3 separate regions of the Sus scrofa genome follow, and all the other regions are linked to region 2. Evidence: chromatin contacts called from public HiChIP or PLAC-seq data. All regions are on one chromosome and are shown on one strand. Each heading gives the region's core, a stretch centred on a gene start, on an enhancer-like site or on the middle of the called end of the contact. The rest is flanking DNA. Distances are from core to core; before and after follow the strand shown.

Evidence for each region. HiChIP or PLAC-seq counts read pairs in DNA pulled down with a chosen protein or histone mark.
Region 1: a contact with region 2 is called in an H3K27ac HiChIP or PLAC-seq map of alveolar macrophages. The contact joins the promoter of CCDC171 here to the promoter of TTC39B in region 2. A contact is called at or near these places in 1 of 47 Hi-C or Micro-C datasets (heart right ventricle) and 2 of 2 datasets of contacts at active chromatin or transcription factors (alveolar macrophages and skeletal muscle).
Region 3: a contact with region 2 is called in an H3K27ac HiChIP or PLAC-seq map of alveolar macrophages. The contact joins the promoter of PSIP1 here to the promoter of TTC39B in region 2. A contact is called at or near these places in 2 of 2 datasets of contacts at active chromatin or transcription factors (alveolar macrophages and skeletal muscle).

What each region holds. Positions count from the first base shown.
Region 1 is chr1:207,141,656-207,144,355 of Sscrofa11.1, forward strand. CCDC171 (coiled-coil domain-containing protein 171) reads right to left here and starts at 1,399. Exons shown (of 27, transcript XM_021063474.1): 1 at 1,114-1,399.
Region 2 is chr1:207,345,919-207,348,634 of Sscrofa11.1, forward strand. It overlaps TTC39B (tetratricopeptide repeat protein 39B), which reads left to right and starts at 1,427. Exons shown (of 21, transcript XM_021063500.1): 1 at 1,427-1,478; 2 at 1,481-1,671. The coding sequence starts at 1,442.
Region 3 is chr1:207,172,258-207,174,957 of Sscrofa11.1, forward strand. PSIP1 (PC4 and SFRS1 interacting protein 1) reads left to right here and starts at 1,257. Exons shown (of 11, transcript NM_001243670.1): 1 at 1,257-1,437; 2 at 1,962-2,176. The coding sequence starts at 2,105.

The DNA of each region.
Region 1 (2,700 bases), core at 149-2,648, 200 kb before region 2:
GAAAAAGCAAAAAGACAAAAAAAGAAAAAAAAGAAAGAAAGAAATCAAGACAAATGGGCTGAGACAATCAAAGTATTTTAGCATTAAATGGGACTTTAGAGACCAAGTCTATCCTCCTTATCTGATAGATAAGGTACCTTAAGGCCTAGGGAGCTTAGGTGATTCACCCGAGGTCACAGATCTAACAAAAGACTTCCCTGGAACTGATGCAGAAAGCTTCAGACCAAAATTACTGCCTTCATCTTTCCATTTAGCAGGTTGCACTGTCTTTGTTTCCTTTTCTTTTCACGGGAAACTCTGTTCGTTTGCTGCTCTGGGCTTGTGTTGCTGTTACTAGGCACTAACGGTTCAATACAACAAGTGACAAAAAAAAAAAAAAAAAGTAGGCTCTTTTCTCCAAGATAACGAAAACAACTATAAAACATCAATGTGTTGTATTGTGTTCAAGAATTGGACACCAGCTGAAATTGCTTCTCAGGTAAACATATGCAGTATCATTGGAGATCTGCTTAAAACGAAAAAGTGTATTTGCCTAGGATAAATATCACATGGAATAAAGAACAGTCAAAAGGAGGATCCACTTCTGCAGAACTGTACTGCCTCGAAAAAAACTCAGCTCTCCCTTCTGCCTCTTAGAGTGGTGGAGTAGAAGCTACAAAAGACAGCCTAGTACAACTCCTCCTTTAGTTTATCTAGCATTTATAGAATGTCTACTGTGTGGCTGGCATTTTCATTTTAAAAGGATGAAAAAGACCTGGTCCTTGTCCTCGAAGGACTTACTGATTCTTGAGAGGGAAAGAGCCCAGCAGTTCGAAGTTGTAAACTTAAGAAGCTCCAAGTCTAGGTCCTCTGGGTCCTGCCCTCTGGTCCCTACCCAGCCCTCTGGGTACTGAGGCAGCGGTCGCTGGCTAGGATGCTCGGGGAAGATCTTCCTCCAGAAGGATGGAGAAGCCAATCCCGAGCAGCTGGAGGCGTGTCCTCATAGACGACACGAACAATCACAAAACAGCCCCACAACACTCACTCACTGGAGCCCCCCCCCCTCCATACCGTTCCTCTGAGCACCTTCCCGCCCAAGTCGTTTGCCTCCAAACTCCCACACCTGGTGGTTACCTCAGGGGGCTCCCGTGAAGCAGACTGCACACCCAAGACCTCTGGGGGCAGCTTCCAATCTCAAAGACTGAGAGGCCAAAGCGGACCGCGGGGTCAGAGCAAAAATCATTGGAACTCGACGGACTCTAGGACCCGGGGAGAGGGAACAAAGAGCACGGGGGAGGGGAACAGAAGGGGGACTAGCCCCTGGGAGACAGTGTTTATAACGGCCACTTCCGGAAACTCGACTTCCCTCAAAGACCTCCGCAGACTTTGGCTAGCCTCCCAGCCCGACCCGCCCCTTTCCTCCCGCCTCCCGCAGCTCCGGGATAAGCACTCGGAGAACACCGGGCTCCGATTGGAAGAGCCTGGCCCGCGAAGCTGGGCGGCTTCGCTGGGAGGCCAGCCGGCGCATGCGCCGTTTCCGGGGAGCGGCGCGCTCGCGACCGCGCGCGATCCCGCGTGTGGTGCGTCCTCCCCCCGCGTGAGGACGCCTCGGCCCACGCTCTAGTGCGGTGGTCTCGGGGTGAGGTGCCCGTGTCACTGTTCCGGAATTCCTAGACAGCCCGCTGTAAAAGCAGGTTTCCAAGCCCTAACCCATTTTCCCCGCCTACTGAATAAAAATCTTAAGAGGTCAGATCCTAGATCCTGCGTTTTTAAACTAGCTCCCCTGCTGAGCGTAAGTACCAGCGCAGGCCCTCGGGGTCCGCGGTCAGATGCAAGAGTCAGAAGCAAATTCTCTAGGCTCCAATTCTGTAGGAGAGGCAGGTTTCCTGCTGAGATCGCTCACGGTGTTTCGAGTCCCCTCCTTCCATGCCCATTGTATCCCAGCTTGTGGTTGTAAACCGGGACGGGAAAATACGGGTCAGTGCGCTGATGCTGTTGCAGCGTCTTTTCATTATAAATATTACATAACGAGGTACCTACCAAAAAAAACTCCTTGGAGCTTTAGCATGTGCTCCAGTGTGCTCCAGCTCCCTTTCTTACCCGCCTCCGCTTCCCCACCCCCACCCAACACACACGCACACGCTTTTCTCGTTGATAATTTATACTTGGGTTTCTCCCGGTAGCCGCTTCACAATCTGCTGCCGCCTCAGGGAGAGTGGAAAACCAAATCCCCTTTTGTTCCTGGGCTTTTGAAAGCCTATTCCCCAAAGAACAATGCAAATTGGCGGGATTTTGATTAAGGATTTTATCTGCACCACCGCCACCTCCTCCTCAGGAAAAGGTGGTTAATACAAAAGGAATCTTTATGGTAACATCATCCCTTGATGATTGTCACCAACCTGAAACCAGGTGTAGGGGCCGTCTGTCCCTTGTCTCCCTGGGGATAGCCAACGGTCATAAATGCAAATACAAATTGAGATTAAAACCTTGATTCCTGTAGCACTGAAATGTTAATTGATATGAGTTTGGTCATCTAGATTAAAAAAGGAGGCCCATCCCGCTACCTAATAATTTAGTCAGAAAGAGAATAATTACTTCAAAGAAAGGAATTTTTGGAAAGGAAAAAATAGCCTACTCTAACACTTAGAAACAAAATGGAAAATTACAACAGACTAATGATATTAGGACTCTTTTTCCTTTACAAGTTTTAGATAATATTTA
Region 2 (2,716 bases), core at 177-2,676:
TGTAATAGACATGTGCAGGCAACTGCTCTACTGAAACAAATAGGGAGAACAAGAGGGAAGGTGATAGCTGGAAGCAGTGCAGAGCCACACCCTCGAGTCAGAGTGCTTGAAGTTCAGATTCTGGCATTCTTACTTCCTTAATTGCTGTCTGACTTCAAACAAGTTACTTAAGCTCTCTGAGCCTGAGTTTACTCATCTGTAAATTAACAGTACCTACTTCATGGGATTATGAAGGATAAATGAGGTAATTTATGCAAAGGGCTCAGCAAAGTTCAGGCACATAATAAGTATTCAATAAATGTTGGCAGTTTTATAATTATCACAGGATGACCATTAAATAGTACTTTATGAGCCCAACACAAAAGACTATAGGCTCTATGTTTAAATTTATATGAAATCCTAGAAAAGGCAAAATGATAGTGATAGCAGATCAATGGTTGCCAGAGGCTGGGGAGCGGGGGAAGGAAACTGACAGCAAGGAAGCACAGGGAATTTTTGGGGTGTGTTCCAAATTATGATTGGGATGGTGTTTTGTAGACATTTGTTATCAAGTTACAAACTTAAACCTGGTGAATTTTATCATATGTAAAATAAAGCTGACCAAAAAAAAATCTTTAAAAATATAGCTTCTAATTTTCCAATTGGATTGTTCATTTACCTTACATATTAGACGCAAGGATTTCTAAATGAAGCCAGTAAATATTTGTTGAGCACCTACTACATGCAGGGCACTGTTCTAAGTACTGGGGATACCGGCTTGAAGAAGAGGAACAGCACCCTTACCTTCATAGAGCTTATAGTTCAAGTCCACTTATGTACACATGTTTGGGGTTACAAAAGGGGTCAGCGAGATATTGAGAGGAGTGGTAGAGGAGTTCTCAGTTGCATAAATATCTGTCCCATGGATTTTCTTTTATTTTTCAAACATACACAAAAACAAAGCATCCTTGTTATGAAGACGATGTTCTTCACCTGGTGTCTGGGAAGGTGGTATGACGGAGACCTCTGGGAGACTGGTGACTTTGACTCAAGCCTGCTCTCTGGCCTCACCATCTTCGGATACATAGTGCGCACCTGGCGAGGGCAGGCGACTGGCATTGGTCCAAAGACCAGTTGGACGCTTCCACGAGCAGCAGGGGTATTGTGGCTTTGACTTTGGTCTTGTTAACCCGGCGCTCACTTAGCTCTAGGTGAGAGCTAGCCCCTTGGAAGGAACTTTCTCAGAGGGTGGACCAGACCCGCAAAGTCCGCGAGTGACCCCGCCCACGAGGTGACTCCGCCCGCGGAATGACCCCGCCCACGTGGATTCGCTGTGGATGCCGGCTGGAGGCGGAGACGCGTTGAGGGAATATGGTTGGTTACTCTAGACAGTGGGGGCGGGGCGAGGCCTGCAGGGGGCGGAGTTTGTGGAGGGGCAGGCGGCCTGGCCCCCGCTTGGGAAATGGATGCTCTGTCAGTCTGCCGGCGCCCAGGGCAGGGAAGGCTTGCTGGCCCCGCCCGCGACCCGGCGGGAGAACGGGGCCGCCCCTTTCCTCCCTTGCTGACGCTGGGCTGAGACCGGAGCCGAGAAACCGAGTTGGCTCTGAGCTCCCTGTTTGGCTTTTGGGCGGTGGCAGCCTGAGGAGGAACATGGCGCTCGTAGGCAACGGAACAGAGTTGGAAGCGGACGAGGTACTGGCCGGTTGGAAGTGCGTGTACTGCTCCTGGACCTCGGGAGGGATGAGCGAACCCGGCAGGGTTGAGCGAGCCCGGCAGGGACAGCCAAGGTCCCGCCCCCTTGGTTCCCAGTTTGGGACCTACATCCTCCCGCTCCGCAGAGAGTAGGCGCTGTTGAGGTTGGGGGCGCTGGCATCGTGGGGTCGTGGGGATCGAGGACACCACGTCCTGTCGGTGGGTGGATGGGTGCGAGCGCATGGGAGCGCGGGACCCGCAGGACAGAGCAGTTCCGAGCCTCACTAGGAACGCCTGGGCTTTTGAGGTCTGACCCTAAAGTCCCGACATGGCCCTTTGGAGTTTGTGGAATCCTCTCTTGACTTCGGAATCTCACCTTCTATGGAAGTTTCCCGGTATCAGAGCCGAAAGTCTTGCAGACCATGAGAGGAAGGGGAAAGCCGGAGGAAGGCGCCCCGGGGGCGTCTGCACCAGCGAGCAGGGCAGGGCTGCCAGGGGCCGGAGGGCTAGAGCCGCGGAGCAGCAGCCCAGGAATTGGTGCTTTCCCCTCCGTGCAGGGCCCGGGCCTTTTTTCAGCCGGTCCCCAGTGTCGGTGGTAGACGGAGAGAAGGCGCTGGGGAACTGACTTTGGCCTCCAGTGGTCTCAACTGCCTTTAAATAATTAGTCACTTCCTCCTGTGACTGGTGCGTCTGGGTCTGAGCACCCTCCGGCGGACGGGCAGGACCTGTTGATTTATTGACTGTTCCTTTGAGCAGTTGGCAGCTCTGGAGATTCGCTTTAGCGCTTGAGGTTGAGGCCAGCCGCGGCGGCAGCAGCAGCAGGAGCAGTACCCACAGCTGCGCCTGCTGCCATTTTACCTGACTTGTCGCTGCCTGAAGAGGCTTAGCTTCAAATGATGCAGTAGCGCAAGATCTGGAGTTGGCGGGTTAAGATTCTCTTCAATGTCGGGAAGCTCCTGGCAACGAATACTGTTTTAAATGTAGCCCTTAAACTCACAAAATAAAAGCCAAACTGCAGCTCCTTTATACTGGTCGACGGAACCTT
Region 3 (2,700 bases), core at 7-2,506, 170 kb before region 2:
AGTCAGTTTCTGTTTTGGCATCACTTGGAACCCTCTGCATGTTGCAAAGTATGCTTTAGTCTTCTTGAAAGACATTTTGTATTGGGAACATCTTCTTTCATTCTTTTTAAAGGCCTATGTATATCTCTTTCAAAAAATTCTCAATTTTTTGCTTATTTAATATTAAGCTTTTTTTGATTTCATCCCAGTTGAGTCCTTCATTTAAAGGAGTATGAACTATGTACTTTTTATATATTTTAATATTCTTATTCTTTTTTCATATTTTCATTGTTTTAAATTGGAATTATCTGTGCTTGTTGTTCATGGTTGTACCCCCAGCACTTAAGAATGCTTGACACACAGTAGGTACTTTAAAAAAAACATACTAAAATTATATTGGCTAAAGGATTAAGAAATTAGAAAATCCTTTAAGAGTATTTTAAAAGATAAAACATCTGAGGTTCAGTAGTACTTTTACACTGTACCACCTACCAGCTACTATTCTACTAGGGAAATAAAATTTAGATGCCGCTAAAATTAAGTCAGGGCCCAAACCCACATCCTATCTGAAAGGCTTATGCTTTCCTGTCATTGTTTTCTATCCTGCACGGTTTGCATTCGTTAAGATTGCATTTTTCTTAATAGTTCTTGGTGCTTTAAATTTAAAAGCAAAGAAATGGGGCTTTCTCAAATTACAATTTCAAGAAAAGGAGCCTGCAAGCCCCCTTCAGCGAGGCTTAAGAGGCCTACAAGCTGCACAGTGCAATCGCCTTATGCTCTGATTTCATCTATGGGTTTTTGTACAGTTCTTTTTTGGATGGTGCAAACCGCGCAACTGCAGCAATGAAAACCTCCCCACCCTGGGAAACGATGGAAGAACATGTTAGCTTAGGCTGCCAGGTTCTCCCTAACACACAGCCAAGGGCTGGAGGCCCAGATACCCGCCCCCAAACCCTGTCCACAACAATCGTTTCCTCCCTCCCCGCCTTTTACATACAGTACACATACAAATACACACACGCAGAGCAGCCAGCAGGGGCGGGCCGGGCCCGACCATTCCACAAACCGCAGGGGGGAACCACAGCGGGCCGACCTGTTAGTGTCCACTCCTTTTCTTCTTTGGACCCGTATCTCTCTCTGTCTGACTGCAACTATTAGGCCAAAGCGAACTTGGGGATCTATGGCCTCCTGAAGTTCCTCTCCGGAGCCACAGACCTTTGGCGGGTGCTGCGTTACTCCCCCTCGTCGGCGAGCAGTTGGTCCCGCCCCAGTGCTAGCGGGCGCCGAGCGGGAGCCGCGCGGGAGCAGCGCAGCGACGGCGGCGGCAGCGGCGGCGGCGGTTGCGATTCGGAGCCGTTGAGACGCCTCTGCGGCAGCTGGTGGCGCAGGTGGCTTGCGTGGACGCGGGCAGAGGCGGCCGGTCCGCCACCGCAGCCCCAGCGCCCGCGGCCCCGGCAGGTGAGCGGGCGGCGGGGACTCGCCCCGCCCCCCCTCGGTGGCCTCACTCCTGGCTGTAGCGGGGAAGTGGCCGCGGCCCGCCCGTGAGCCGAGGTTCGGCCCGGGGCTGCTACTATCGGGGAAACAGGCTAGGGGAGAGGTCGTGTGTGGATAGGAAGAGAACGTTCGCCTTGCTTTTGCCATCTTTTTCTCCTCCTCCCCCTCCCTCTTGGGGCTTAAGCTTGGGGGAAAAAAGCCAGAGGAAAGATGGGGCTGGAGAGAGAAGAATTGGGCTGAGAAGCATCTCTGCCTCAGGTGGTGGCGTCTTTTCGGTCGTCGAGCGGTGGACCTGGCGGAGCCTGGAGGGGAAGCTCTCGGGCTGCGGAGGCCGAGTACTCGCGGGGGAGGAGCAGGAGGCGGCTCTCCCCTCACTCTCCCACCCCCACCCCTGCCCCTCCACGGTCCTCCCCTCCCCCGTTCCTCCCCGTACAGCCCCTCCCTTCGGGTTTCTGAGCTTTAACCGCCCTCGGTGCTCTCCCTCGCAGGAGCGTCGGGACACCCCGAGGCATCCTCTCCCTCCCGCCGCCCAGGGGAGCCTCGGCTCCCCTCCGCCCTCCCGCATCCCCTCGGCGTCCGCACCACCGCTCCTCCTCCCTGGGCTTCGGACCCCCGGCCTCGCCCCCGAAACATGACTCGTGATTTCAAACCTGGGGATCTCATCTTCGCCAAGATGAAAGGTTATCCTCATTGGCCAGCTCGAGTAAGTGATTTTTAGCTTTCTCATTTAGCGATGCTACCTTTTTCAGAGGCCTACTTCCTATCCTTTTCTCTGAATTTTTTTTTCTCGTTTCTTTTTCTCTCCCTCGAGTTCTTTAGTCTCATTTATAAGCTCACCTTTTTAGGGTTTTTTTGGCCCACTAATCTCCCATGTAATTTAAAAATCCTGATGTTTTTACATAACTAGGTATTTTTCTGTGGTTTGTTTTTGACAGACTTTGGCAGGTTTCTTTAATAGAGATATTTAAAGGTGATGCAATTAATGTTCCACTGTAGGTGAAAATAATCAAGTATAGATTTGACGTTTAAAAATTAATGAAACATTGACCTTTTCCTAATTTTGAGTAAAATGCAAAATACCAGTGGGATCTATGCAAACTATTTAGGTGTCAAAGAGTTGTATGTGATTAAATTGAATTCATAGGTACTTTTTTCCTGTTCTATAGTAGATCAGGCCTTTTGGATTGACTTGTTTAATATGATAGAGGATTGGATGTTCTTGAAAGT